4 separate regions of the Mus musculus genome follow, and regions 2, 3 and 4 are each linked to region 1. A link is a contact called in public Hi-C and promoter capture Hi-C data. All regions are on one chromosome and are shown on one strand. Each heading gives the region's core, a stretch centred on a gene start, on an enhancer-like site or on the middle of the called end of the contact. The rest is flanking DNA. Distances are from core to core; before and after follow the strand shown. Region 1 holds the start of Gjb2 (gap junction protein, beta 2). Region 2 overlaps Xpo4 (exportin 4). Region 3 holds the start of 1700039M10Rik (RIKEN cDNA 1700039M10 gene). Region 4 overlaps Il17d (interleukin 17D).

The links. Promoter capture Hi-C pulls out the DNA fragments that hold promoters and counts their contacts. A called contact is a pair of places that touch in the nucleus more often than the background predicts.
Region 2: a Hi-C map of neural progenitor cells shows a contact between it and region 1, with 1.7 times the contacts expected there. The contact joins the enhancer-like site here to the promoter of Gjb2 in region 1. A contact is called at or near these places in 5 of 39 promoter capture datasets (the 3T3-L1 cell line, cranial neural crest, frontonasal cranial neural crest and 2 more), 5 of 484 Hi-C or Micro-C datasets (cerebral cortex, nephron progenitors, neural progenitor cells and 1 more) and 1 of 115 datasets of contacts at active chromatin or transcription factors (astrocytes).
Region 3: a promoter capture Hi-C map of liver shows a contact between it and region 1, with 4 times the contacts expected there. The contact joins the promoter of 1700039M10Rik here to the promoter of Gjb2 in region 1. A contact is called at or near these places in 5 of 39 promoter capture datasets (cranial neural crest, embryonic stem cells, hippocampal neurons and 2 more), 1 of 115 datasets of contacts at active chromatin or transcription factors (astrocytes) and 1 of 9 other capture datasets (pancreatic islet).
Region 4: a promoter capture Hi-C map of embryonic stem cells shows a contact between it and region 1, with 5 read pairs. The contact joins the enhancer-like site here to the promoter of Gjb2 in region 1. A contact is called at or near these places in 4 of 39 promoter capture datasets (the 3T3-L1 cell line, cranial neural crest, embryonic stem cells and 1 more) and 1 of 9 other capture datasets (embryonic stem cells).

Annotation. Positions count from the first base shown.
Region 1 is chr14:57,102,984-57,106,170 of GRCm38.p6, reverse strand. It overlaps Gjb2 (gap junction protein, beta 2), which reads left to right and starts at 1,469. Exons shown (of 2, transcript NM_008125.3): 1 at 1,469-1,702. Gm32912 (a long non-coding RNA gene) reads right to left here and starts at 1,506. Exons shown (of 5, transcript XR_383459.4): 1 at 1-1,506.
Region 2 is chr14:57,606,068-57,609,254 of GRCm38.p6, reverse strand. All of the region lies in intron 9 of Xpo4 (exportin 4), which reads left to right. Among named protein-coding and RNA genes, the nearest start is that of 1700039M10Rik, 36 kb to the right of the region's middle. Within about 2 kb of position 1,589, at least 111 of the 459 cell types and tissues checked have an H3K27ac peak or open chromatin away from gene starts, as enhancers often do. A contact at or near this core is called in cerebral cortex and neural progenitor cells, where this site is marked.
Region 3 is chr14:57,570,164-57,573,350 of GRCm38.p6, reverse strand. It overlaps 1700039M10Rik (RIKEN cDNA 1700039M10 gene), which reads right to left and starts at 1,737. Exons shown (of 2, transcript NR_152103.1): 1 at 1,666-1,737; 2 at 983-1,442. It overlaps Eef1akmt1 (EEF1A alpha lysine methyltransferase 1), which reads left to right and starts at 1,769. Exons shown (of 5, transcript NM_026526.3): 1 at 1,769-1,808.
Region 4 is chr14:57,540,753-57,543,939 of GRCm38.p6, reverse strand. Il17d (interleukin 17D) reads right to left here. Exons shown (of 3, transcript NM_145837.3): 3 at 774-1,606. The coding sequence ends at 1,300. Among named protein-coding and RNA genes, the nearest start is that of Il17d, 18 kb to the right of the region's middle. Within about 2 kb of position 1,484, at least 23 of the 459 cell types and tissues checked have an H3K27ac peak or open chromatin away from gene starts, as enhancers often do. A contact at or near this core is called in embryonic stem cells, where this site is marked.

The DNA.
Region 1 (3,187 bases), core at 220-2,719:
ACATCTCTCTCTCTCTGAAGGGCTGGACACAGATCCGAGGCTCTCTTCCTTAGAGACACTCCCTCTTAGACTAAGACTTACAGTTAGAAAGGAGGTGGGGGTAGTAGCAAGCGAGCGTGCAACCTTCCTCTGCCCAAGCAAGAGCAGTCAGGTCTGCCCGCGGCAATGTGCCAGCTTTACAGGGAAAGCATGTACCTTCAGCCATGGTCCTTTCATTGAAAGCCAATCCTTCGACCAGACGGGCCTTGTCAGAATGAATCAGTCTCTTCACTGCGTGTAAAGCTAATCTGAAGGAACTTTGTGGGGATGTGCCGTTTTCATTCCAAACCTGGCAGCTGTAGGACTCGGGTTGCAAGTAGTAAGGTGAAGCTAGCTGGCCTAGGTATCCCAAAGCGTAGCTAGCTCTTGTGAATGTCCACCGTAACTCCTCTCAAAACTATCCAGACAGCCAAGCAATGTGGAACACCGAGCCCTCAAAACCCACGAACAGCTTGGCGGAGAGAGGTAGATGCAGGCTGCCCAGGTCTTCCCAGCATCCTGGACTCCAAGAGGGATGGGCTTGCCTAACCTCTTCTGCTCCCCCCCCCCTTCCGCATCCCCTGCACCGGCAGAATCTGGGTGCCCCTTCCTTGCAATGCTTTCAGTTGTGGAAAAGAGGACACAGAGAGCGGGGGCACAGGCAGAGAACCCTCCAGAGACTGTGACAAGTCCACTTCCAGGCCAGCCCTGGAGACGCACCTCTACATCTTCTTCTGTCCTAGCCACTGGCACCCTGTTCAAAGTGATCGAATTAAATCGGGAATTCAAAGAAATAGAAGCCAGAATTTGGCCAGCCCTGGCGGCGCCCTCTGTTAGTCTGCCTTGAACCCGAATTCTAGATGCCTCAGCTCACTGCACTACGGGAGAGGAGTCTCCTGTGCGCTACTGGAAGCTGCAGGCCAACACAAAACTGTACCGTCCGTTTATCTAACACGCACACACACACACACACACACACACACACACACACACAAGTATATATAATATTACTACAGCGAAGCTTCGAATATAACAGCACACTTTCCACTAGTGAGAGTAGTAAGAGCAACATCAACTCTCTTTCAACATCACCCAATCCCCCAAAAGCGAGTAGCTGGGACTTGGAGCTTTGCGACCTGCGTCCTGGGTGAAGACACAGGTCTACCAGCTCTGTTCAGGCTGCGCTCGGGACAGGACACTGGAAGAGCCTTGAGCTCAAAGAGAGCTGGGGGTGGGGTGGGGCGGAGTGGGGTGGGGAGTGACCTAGGCTCCAGGAGAGCTCGCGACTCGGCGGGCCCTGACGGCTCTGGGTGCCCGGAGAGCCCCGCCCGTGGCGCTGGGGGTGGCGGGCTACTGGGAGCCGCCTCCTCCGCAACTTTCTCAATCGCTCCAGGGTGAGAGAGGCGGGGTGAGGGCTTTGGTTAAAAGGCGCCGCGGCCAACAGGTGTCCAGGATCGCAGCGCGCGGCGCGCTCCGCTCTCCCAACTCGCAGCCAGTCGGCGGCGCTCCAGTCCACTGAGCGCAGCCTCCACCGGGACCCGCGGCGACCAGCACAGGATCAGCCGGCGACCCATTTCGGACCAACCCAGGAGCGGCCCCGGGACCCGCTTCAGACCTGCTCCTTACCGGGGACAGCGCCTCGCCGCTTCCCGCCACCCAACGCTGCACGCTCCTCCGGACACAGGTGCGACCGCCAATCCGCGCCACCGAGTCACACTGGTGTAACCCGCCCCCGACCGCAACGCCCCACGGTGGCTGGGGCGCGAGACTCAGCCAGTAGGGACGCGTGAGGTGCGAGGAGGGGTGCGGGCCGCCACGGTCCTGGGAAACCGAGGCCGGAACGCGCTGCGCGGTCCCTACGGGCCACCGCCACCCGTGCATAGGGACCCGAGCTGTGAACGCGTTTCTTCGGCTGCAGGCGTCTGGCCCGGCTCGGGGTTGGAGCCGGCTGCTCTCACCGCCGCGCACAGCCTGAGCCGGGAGGTCCCGCACAGCGCGGGGTGGGGAGGGACGCGGGGGCCAGGCTGTTCCGCGCACGACTGCGACGTGTCGCCAGTATTCCTTCGCTAGAATTTTCCCGAGGCCTCCTGGCTGCGTTGTCTGCCGCCATTGAAAAGTTTTTAGCTAACCGAAAGCTGAGCAGGAAAACTCAGTTTCATTTGTTAAGCAGGAAGCCTCCGTGGGAAGACACTGACCTTTACCACCTAAAGCACTGGGGTGACGTGGGCGACCGCCCAAAACGCGCGGCCGTAGCCGCTCCCGCGAGCTGGGGAACCCCAACCTGCACTCGGGTGGAGATTTTGATTGCTTTTTTTTTTTTTCTTTCCTTAAATGCTTTTTAAGGATTTGCGTCCAGGCGGGACGTTACAGCTGGAAGGGAAGGCACAGGTTCACAGATGGCGTGCTGCTGAGAAACTTGTCCCTTAGGACAATTGCATCAGCCCCTTGGTGCTGCCTCAATGGAAGGGAAGGGAGCGTAGGCCTAAATGGGACCCATTGCTCAGGTCCACGGGATTGTCCTGAGAAGCCTGGCTCAGTCATGGCTACACTTACCCCGGAGTCCTTTGGGAACTATGGGCAAAGCCAGTGAATTATGAGAAGGGTGGAGGGTGCGGTGGGGTCAGCATCTAGAGGCAGTCCACCAGCTCCCCGAAGTATCCTTTAAGGCAAATAAGGGTCATATGCAGTATATACTATAAACATGGAGAAGCTCCCTTCTACTCAGGAGCGAATGATTCACCGGTTCAAGGCAATCTCCAGGTGTCCCATGCCAGGTAGGGACCTGCGTGTGACCTAGTCCTAAGGCCAGCCTGGAAATCACCTCCTACACCACAGTTGAATATTGACGATTTCACCTGCTGGCTTAGTACTCCTAACCCCTTTGTGAGGTCAAATTTTAACCTCTCCTTCCACTTAGAAAGGCCATTTAAGACAAGCAGCTGCAATCAGATATGCCGGGACCCACAGCTATGTCCCAGCTATTTGGTTTTCTTTTGGAGTTTTCTCTCTCTCTCTCTCTCTCTCTCTCTCTCTCTCTCTCTCTCTCTCTTCTTGACCTTGTTTGTTCAATCCGGCCTTCCCATTTTTTGGTTTTTTGTTTGTTTGTTTGTTTGTTTTTGTTTTGGTTCTGTTCTTTTCTTTTCTTGTCTCTTTTGGTGTTTGTTTTCTT
Region 2 (3,187 bases), core at 340-2,839, 500 kb before region 1:
CTATGAAAATAAAGTGGGCAGGGCAAATCAAAGACGTTTGGTATTCCATAGAAAATGTTTTCTAGGCAGGCAGATACTAGTCCCTAGGAGTCAGGGCTAGAAGACCTGTATGAAATTAAGGTCAGCCTGATCTACATAACAAGCTTACAGGGCTGCATAAAGAGATCTTCTCTTAAAAAAGAAGGAAGTGCTTTCTGATTTCATGGACGACTTTGGAATTGGCAGTGGTTATTTGCTCACTGTGGGGGAAAGTACAGAGGGATGGGTTGTGCATGGTATCATTACTATTAGGGATAGATGTGGAGTTGTTTGCAGATAACAAGCAAGTTTGTAACAACAAGCAAGTTAGTCTTTATTAGTCTACTTTCAAAATATCTGATATTATGTTTATATAGATGGGTAGCAATGTAAACACTATATTTAATAATGCACCTCTAGGTTCAGAGTGAAAACACAGGATGATCTCATACACTTTTCCCTCCTTATCATCATCTGCTCCATTAAGCCTATATTAGAGTGGTATCTGTGTTATTGCTGTACCTGCATTGATTCATGGTTGTCACTCAGAGTCCATGGGTTCCGCGGGGCTCATTTCTGGTGCTCTAAATTTGTGTTATTATTATTACTGTTGTTATTATTAGACAGTGTCTCTCTATATAGTCTTAACTGTTCTGGAACTTGCTATGTTCACCAGGCTAGAGCTCACAGAGATCTACCTGTTTCTGTCTTTACCTCCCAAGTGCTAGGTTTAAGGCATTTGCCACCATGTCCAGCCTCCTGGTGGTATAAGTTTTTTGGATTTGGACAAATGCATAATGGCATATATCTTACCCTATAGAGTATTTGCCTTCTGTAAAAATTCTGTGTGCTTCGTCTGTTCATTCTTCTACACCAGGCTATGGCAACTACTGGGTGATAACATCATTCTCCCTGCCTCTCCTCCTCCTCCTCTTCCTCCTCCTCCTCTCTCTCTCTCTCTCCCCCTCCCCTCCCTCTCTCCCTCCCTCCTCCCTCCTCCCCTCCCCTCTCCTTTCTTCCCTCCTCTCCTCCTTTCTCTCCTCTCTCTCTCTGTCCCTGCCTCCCAAATGATGGAATTTGAATGTGTGCACCACATATTGAGACATACTACTCTTATGGTCTCTATAATCTTCCCTTCCCAGAATGTCCTGTATTTGGAATTATAGAATGATGTTGGGCTTTGGTCACTGAAATTATTTTCATTGTCAGAAAGGGACCAGATCAGAACAGAATCCTGTCATTTCACTATTTTGGGGAGTATATACTCAAAATTATTAAAGCATAAATGTCCCTTTTTTCTGTGTCTGAAGCTCTGCATCCTCACTTCTCTCCATCTCCAGGCTAGTTATAGGCAGAGGGAGCAGTGCTGATAATCATGTTTTGATTTCTACTCCCCTCTTCATATTCAAATGGAGTAAAGTGGGGTCAAGTAGGTCCCATAAGCTCTAAGCCCCTCTCCAAAGCCCTTCTGGCACTAGGCCTGACAGTGCTCAGAGCATGAGCACATAGAGTCTAGATTGGTCCCCTTAGTCATCTGTCCACATGCTGCCAGCAGGCTCTGGATCTGGGCCAGAGTGGCCATGGAACAGAGCCAAGGTGTTATGAAAAAGCACTAGCTTGGGTTTCACGTCTCTGGGATTAGACTGGAAGATCCAGTTGCCAATTGTCATCAACCAGATTTCTCACACTTTGCCTGATGAGTTACTTTATTAGTGTACAGAGGGAACCAAAACTTTGTTTTTTCTAAGAAGCTCAGTCTTTATTTTAAATCACCATCCAGTGTATAAGGTCTTGTGTATTCTACTTGAGATCATCCTAATAGCAGGGTTAAACGGAGGCATTATGGAGAATTCCTTTAATAATACGAGTACAAGGTTTTAAATTTTTTAAAAAGACTTTTACATTTTGATTCGTGTTTTAAATATGTACTTAGAAAAAACGATAGTAGGTCTTTAAAATATCCTGTTTTTCTTTTTGAGACTAGATCAGAGGGTGCTACTCCTAAGTCCTTTTAGATATGTTACCAGTCTGTTTGTTTTGGCAAGATAAACTGTTAAGACTTGACAAATGATGTCTGCAAAGCACACGCCTTGTTAAGTATATAAACAAGCCACAGATGTTTCTATGGGAAGAACGGATCCTATTCACTTCAGGATTCCAATGTTAGCTCTTCGTATTTGAGGAAATTATAGAAGGAATAGAACCATTGTTCCCATTGTTTATAACCAACATTGTGCTTTGGTTTTCATCTGTGTTTTGTTTTTCCTTTTTTAAAAAAGCACAGTGTATATTAACTATAAAGAGTAATTTTCACGTGTGTATGTAACATACTTGGATCATGCTCATCTGAGCCACTGCCATACTGCACAGTACAGGCAGAGACAGAAACAGAAACAGACTGTGCCATGTGTTTTTGTTGACTGTACTTTCATGAGCATTACAGTTACTTTTTAAAAAAGATTTATTTATTGTATATATGTGACTACACTGCAGCCGTCTTCAGACACACCAGATGAGGTCATCGGATCCCCATTACAGATGGTTGTGAGCCACCATGAGGGTGCTGGGAATTGAACTGAGTTGCAGACAGTGCTCTTAACTCCTGAGCCATCTCTCCAACTCCTACGGCAGTTTTTTGTTTGGCTTTTTTTTTTTCAAGGATTTATTTATTATTATATCTAAGTACACTGGAGCTGTCTTCAGACAGAGCCAGAAGAGGGCGGGCGTCAGATCTCATTACAGGTGATTGTGAGCCACCATGTGGTTGCTGGGATTTGAACTCAGGACCTTCGGAAGAGCAGTCAGTGCTCTTCACCACTGAGCTATCTCACCAGCTCTAGTTTTTTGATACAATCAAGAGGAAGCTTGATCGCCGTCCTCCTCCTGAGGCTGTCTGCATAGTTCTTGCCTTCCATCTTACTGTGTGTGAGGCCGTAGCTTCTCAGGTGCAATGGCATTCTCTACATCAGCCCACTTCCTGGTCTTTGCAGCTTTTTCAGTACAGTGGTTTTTGGTTTTTTTTTTTGGGTGGGTGGGGGTTGTTTGTTTTTTTGTTTTTTTCCAGCGGAGTATTAGATCAATCTAAGGAGGGATTTTAGATCACAAATAGCTTTATAGTCTGTTATTTGTATGTCTTAACTATTCTTGGAAATTCCTTCTTTATGTCTCA
Region 3 (3,187 bases), core at 488-2,987, 470 kb before region 1:
GTTCATATCAAATCTTATTTTGTTTTGATTGATAATTCTAATTATTTTTAATTTGTGTGAAGTTAACATCTTAATAGGATTTCCTTCAATTCAGTCTAGCATCTTGTTGGACTAGAATTCTAGAGATCTCACTTTGCTTCATATTTAGGGTGATTTGAATAATTTTGTGGTAAAGCTCTCAAATGGTGAAGTCCAGATTTATGTTTCAGTAATATGTGATATATTTTATATATATATATATGTGTGTGTGTGTGTGTGTGTGTGTGTGTGTATATATATTTTTTTTAAAGGGCCAAGCATTGTGGAATTGCCAGTCCTTTCTACTTCAAAGGTTAAAGCTGGAGACTCAACTTGGTCCCAACACAAAAAATAAATAAGAAAAAGAAAAACTCAGTTAGTTAGTTAGTCTGTTAGTTTGTTGTTTTTATGAGACAGAGTCTTCGTATGTAGTCCTGCTCTCCATAAACTTGTGTAGTCTAAACCTTAAGCTCACAGAGAATTACCTGTCTCCCCTGACCACTAGGGACCCAGGACCACATATTTCTATCTTAAGAGATCTTCCAAGGTATTCTCTCAGCACCATTACTAAATATAAAAGAAATAATTCCTTAATTAAAATGTGGGGGGCTGGTGAGATGGCTCAGTGGGTAAGAGCACCCGACTGCTCTTTCAAAGGTCCTGAGTTCAAATCCCAGCAACCACATGGTGGCTCACAACCATCTGTAATGGGATCGGGCTTCCTCTTCTGGAGTGTCTGAAGACAGCTACAGTGTACTTACATATAATAAATAATTATTAAAAAAAAATGTGATTTGAAAGCATCTTTTGGATCCAATTTGACTGAAAAACTTTTTCACTTCAATAAAGACTAGTTTGTCTTTGATACTAATTTTATGATCTGTGAGAAACATTTAATTACAATGTATACAGGCCAGCCAGAACTACATCAAGAAACTCTTGTTGAAAAAAAACCAAAAAGGTAGAGCTTTCTTGTGTCTTCAGACACTTTAATATTTAAAAATAGCATATAATTGAATACACGAAGATAATCATTGTGGCATACATACTTAAAAGGAATGGAAGCTTTAAAAAATTAGGTGCAAAATAGTTTGCTTTAAAACAGGTTTTTTTGAGTCTTATAAGTAGATGGTTTCTTCCTTTTCAATAGTTTTTTTTTCTTGATTGCCATTTTGATAAGTTACACTTGATTTGATCTATTTGGTTTAATAGAGTAGTCATTCGTTTAGAGAAATCGAAATCAAAATGAAGTATGGGTTTCTACAGACGAAACACTACTGTATGTAGAAATTGTGACAGTTCATTATCAAGCTGCTTTTTGAGTGGCGTCAGCATCTGAGCGGTGATTTAAAGCCCTTCAGCCAGATCAGGAAATCGATAAAGAGAGAACCGAACAGCAGGAACATAGTGAAGTTTGCCTGTCCCTGGGAAAGAAAAGATTACATGTGATTTAAGAATTGCCGAATCAAAGGGAGCATTAGTTTTGATTAAGGAAAACTGTGTGCCAGCTACCATGATAGATTGGTAAAATATGTGTTCATATACTGTGAATTCAACACTGAAAGCTCTGAAAGACTAATTGGTTTGAAAGGTTTAAGACTGACTCCAAAGTACCAAACAGCCAGACTACCGCAACCTAATTAAAACCTGGGTTGTAGAAGCCGGAAGCTGACTGGGCGGGACTAGACGCTCATTGGCTCCCACCGTCTGGTCTGCACCAGCGCAAACGCGGAGGTCCCCGCCAACCCTCACCCCACCCCCGCACTGTGACGACTGCGCATGCGTCAGTGGTGAGTGGCGGCCACGGAGTGTGGCGGCGGAGGGTCAAGGGATGTTTTGGGTGGGTTCCGAACCGGGTCCATACTGACCCTTGGAGACTTTCCCAGTAGGGGCCTCGTCTCTGCGGGGTCCTTCTTCTTGGACATCTTGAGCCGGAAACAAGTCCTTAGTGGTCCGGTCGGAATGGTGCCTGGGGAAGGGATATATATGCATGGACACGAGGAAGCCTTGAGCCTTAGCATGGGGTTTGGCTGGCCGGGCTGTTCATCCAAACTTACCTTGTTGTGTGTTTGTGGCTTGCTTTCTCTGTGCAAGTTTTATCTCAGGTCATGGTGGGATTTATTATTTTGAGATGGTCTCACTGTATAGCCAGGCTGGCCTCGAACTCAGACTCATTGATCCCTCATTTTTCCCGTGTCACCACACCCAACAATCTTTCTTTAAATAATAAACAGTATTTAGGAAGTGAAGGACTTCCCTCAGGCAGAGACTTGTATGAAAATGAAAGCACACGATTTTTATACACTCGAGATGCACAGGCAGACAGATCTCTGAGTTCAAGGCCAGCCTGGTCTACAGAGAATTTTCCTGGACAGCCAAGGCTACACAAAGAAATCCTATCATTCATTCATAGGTAGATAGATAGAGCAAGTTCTAGGACAGCCAAGGCAACACAACTGTCTTGAATCAATAAGATTACTTAGAGAATATCTGCCAGGCATTGTCATCTACAGAGTTCACGCTCAGGGAACAAACAAGTTGAGAACAATGTCATTTCTAGTGACTGTGGGTGCCTGTCTCTGAGCCGCAGGTTGAGCATACTTGACAGGTCATTCTATTCGCCTACTAGTACAGCTACCCTTCCTGCAGTTTACTAACGACTCTGGAAAGAAACTTTGTTTCATTCTCTTTCTGCTGGCTTAAACTCTCTTGACCTAAATATCTTGGAGAAGGTACTTAGATACTCTGACATACAGTATTGTTAGTTTTTTGTTGTTGCTTTCGTAGATCTGATGCATGGGAATAGAAGTTTGTTTTGATTTTGGGTTTTTTTTTTGGGGGGGGGGTTGGTTTTGTTTTTTTTTGTTTTTCCAGACAAGGTTTCTCTGTGTAGCCCTGGCTGTCCTGGAACTCACTCTGTAGACCAGGCTGGCCTCGAACTCAGAACTCCACCTGCCTCTGCCTCCTGAGTGCTGGGATTAAAGGCGTGCACCACCACGCCCGACTAGAACTAGAAGATTTTTATAGAAATGAAGAATCCCTGCTGCTGCTGCCGCTGCTGACCCTTTCCCCACGGTAGTCCCATCTTCCTGTAACCCCATTTCCATTTTTCCTATCAAGGCAAGGCCTTGACTTTATTTCCCATCAGGTTCTTCCCTGTTGCCCTTAG
Region 4 (3,187 bases), core at 235-2,734, 440 kb before region 1:
GGAAGAAAGCCCGCACGCGGCAGACCAATTCCGTTCCGGCAGCTCCTGTCTTAGTTTAAGAAAGAGCCTGTGTCTTGTCCACAGTTGTTGCTCAAGAGTTTGGTAACGGGAACTGAGCATCCAAGAGATAGCGTGTTAGCTTCCTGTGGCTCTAGCACAGTGCCTGAGATAAGTATTTAGAGCAAAGGTGCACTTGGGCTCACAGTTCTGGAAGTTCCAACTGAAGGTCAATGGGACTTGTTTTGGGTCACTGGTAGGTTTGCCAGATGGTGGCACCAAGGAGCCTGTGACAGGCAAACAGGTGTAGTGATGAGTGCAGGAGACAGATCCCCCACTGGGCACATCTGCAGTGACCTAGAGACCTCCCTGAGGACTTTTTTTTCTGACAATGAGTCAGGAGAGGGTGTGGCTCACAGATAGAGATCCTACTTAGGATGTCCGAAGGCCTGGGCTCCCTCCGAACAGTCCAAACATGTTCACAAAAGCAAAATCTGGAAAGAAATAGAATGTACACAGCCAGGGAATCCCTCAGCCACTGTTGTTTTAGTGACTGCAAAAGAATGTGCAGAGGGAGGCGCAGACTTCACACCTAAATGAGAATAAGTTCACAGTTTAACACCGGAGACTAGGTCCTCCCTCTTCCTCCTTCTCAGGGTTGGCTGGATCCAAAAGCCCGTCAACTTCGGCCCATCTGTGCTTGGGGCTCCCTGAGAATTGGCTAAGATGTCACATCCCGCCTCTTGCCACAAATTAAGACCAGTGGCTTTCAAATATGAAAGAATAACACCAAAAACTTTAATCTTTATAAAGTTAAGACCATCCATAAGCTAAAGAACAAAGGGGCGCTTGGTTCCTAGCCCCCCCACATCCCTCCCTCTCCAGGGACCTGGAGACCTTAGGTGCCCAGATCCGGAGCACTCATTATCACCTTAGTAAGCTTGGGCCACAGGAGAGACTCAGGGACAGGGCACAGTGCAGCAGAAGGAAGTTCATCTGAGCACTACAATTATGCACTCAAGAATCCTACTAGAGGAAAACGGGATGTGTGTGATGTGCTTGTATATCAAAGAAGTTTAAAAACAACATGCTTGCTCTAAATTACTAATATGAAAATAGTTTCTGCCACTATTCAAAATAGTTGTAGATATGTAGTGTCTACTTTGAAAAATATATTTAAAGCTTATGTAGCTGTCCTTTTGGAAAAATTAGGCAGCGGCCAGGGATCATGGGGTGGGTTTTGTCAGGGCCAGGGGACCTGATGCATGCAGGAAGCTGGGCCATGGCGGGCAGTCCCCGGCATCAGCGCCCCGCAGGCCTGTCGGCGGGCCCCAGCAGCAGCTTGTCCATGCTGGAGTTCGCACTGTCCGCGGACTTGTCCGGCTCGGGCACGCAGGTGCAGCCCACCGGGATGGTGATGTAGTGTTCGGCGTACACAGAGCGGCCGCCCGCGCAGGCCGCTGTGCGCCGCAGCACCACGGCTGGAGAGAAGACGGGTGTGCTGCGAAAGCGGAAGTCCTCCTCCCCGTAGAGCCCGGTCAGGCAGCCTCGGCACAGGCAGTAGGCTTCGGGCAGGTACCTCGGAAAGCGAGCAGGGTCGTAGGAAATCCTGCAGACAGAGCGAGAGAGTGAGGCCGCAGCAGGAGCATCACTGCGAGTTCGCGGCCAGCTTGGGTTACATAGCAAGCCTGGCCAAATGAAGAAGGCCTGAGAAGGCTGGATCTGACAATGCAATCCGCAGTAAGCACTCTGGAAGGGCCTATCTGGAACACTAGGCTGTGAGCCCCGACCGGGAAAAGATTATGCTGCCATGGCACGTGACCTCTATCATTTCAGATGCTGAAGGCCGCATGAACCTCTATCCCTGAGTGCCCGTAAAACTACCCGCTGTCAAAATCCAAATGCCAACTTCCAAGCCTACCAGGCTCTGCAGGTCTACATGTGTTCCCTACATGTGCAAAAGGCCATGAGGTGACTCTGTCCAGATGCAAGCTCTCTAAAGGAGCTAAAGCAACATACAGCAGGGGACAGAGAGCTGGCAGGCCAGGGATATTTGAAAAGTGAAAATGATGGGTTAAATTCCATCACTTTGATTTTTCTCCAACTCTTGCAAGTTTCAACTCAGATGCCAAATGTAAGTACTTCCGGGTCAGCCTATGGCCAAATCTCAGGAAAGCTACAACGGTGGCTCACTTGGAGATAAAAATCAACCCCCAGAACAAGAGCCTGCTCTTACAGAAGCCACCTACACAGCTACAGAAACCCAGGGGGTCATCAGGAGGAACCTGGGACCCTTCTTGGTTGTCCCCTTGCAGAAGCAAGGGTTATCCCCACTGCTTGTGAGACTTCTATGTGCCTAAATTCACGTCCATTAACCTATCCAACCAGAACACAGGCAATCCCTTATAGGTCTTTTCTTTCCTCTAGGCAGAGTTCTAGAGACTCTCATATCCATCGTCACGGCTTTGACCTTGGCTAACATGTCGAGAGTCAGACACATCTGAAGACCCACTATGCACCAAACAGTAGCCTCTGAGTATAGTGAAGAAAATGGAGGCAGGATGGAGAGATGGAGAGGGGACAGGCTTGGAGATCTTTCTGTTCTAGCCTGGGGATGTGAGGGAGGGGGCAGTGGGCATGCCATGCCTGCAGTCAGTGCCCATCCAAGGACATGCTTTCTCCTTACTACTAACGAGGGCACTTGCCAACAAAATAGACCTCCCTCCACTCAGAGCACACATGCCATGGAGAGGAACCGGTCTGCAGAAAGCAGGCACTGGAATCGGTGGTGCTGTTTTGGCGAGAGGTACTTGGGGTCAGGAAGGCCTCCTGGGCATAGAACCGTTCAATTTCCCTTGCACACTGTTTCTAGGGACCAGAGAATGGTCTGAGTAAAAGCTGACGACTAGGGCAGAGACAAATGCAGTCTAAACAAACCCTGACTCTGCCCCTCGGTGCTCCCCTCCAGCACAAAGTCTGCAAACATCCACTTCTGAAGTCTGTTGTTCCCGTTTGCCCAGTTCCACCATCAGGAGTTTGGGAGCAGAATGAGCCTGGCGAGTCCTTGCTGGAACCCATCTGTCTCCTGACGCTCCCTCTCACTGAACATATGAAGGAGGAGGAAGTCCTAAATAGCTCGGATGCATAAGGTCTACAATTATTTCCAACGTTTATCCAACGCGTAGAACTC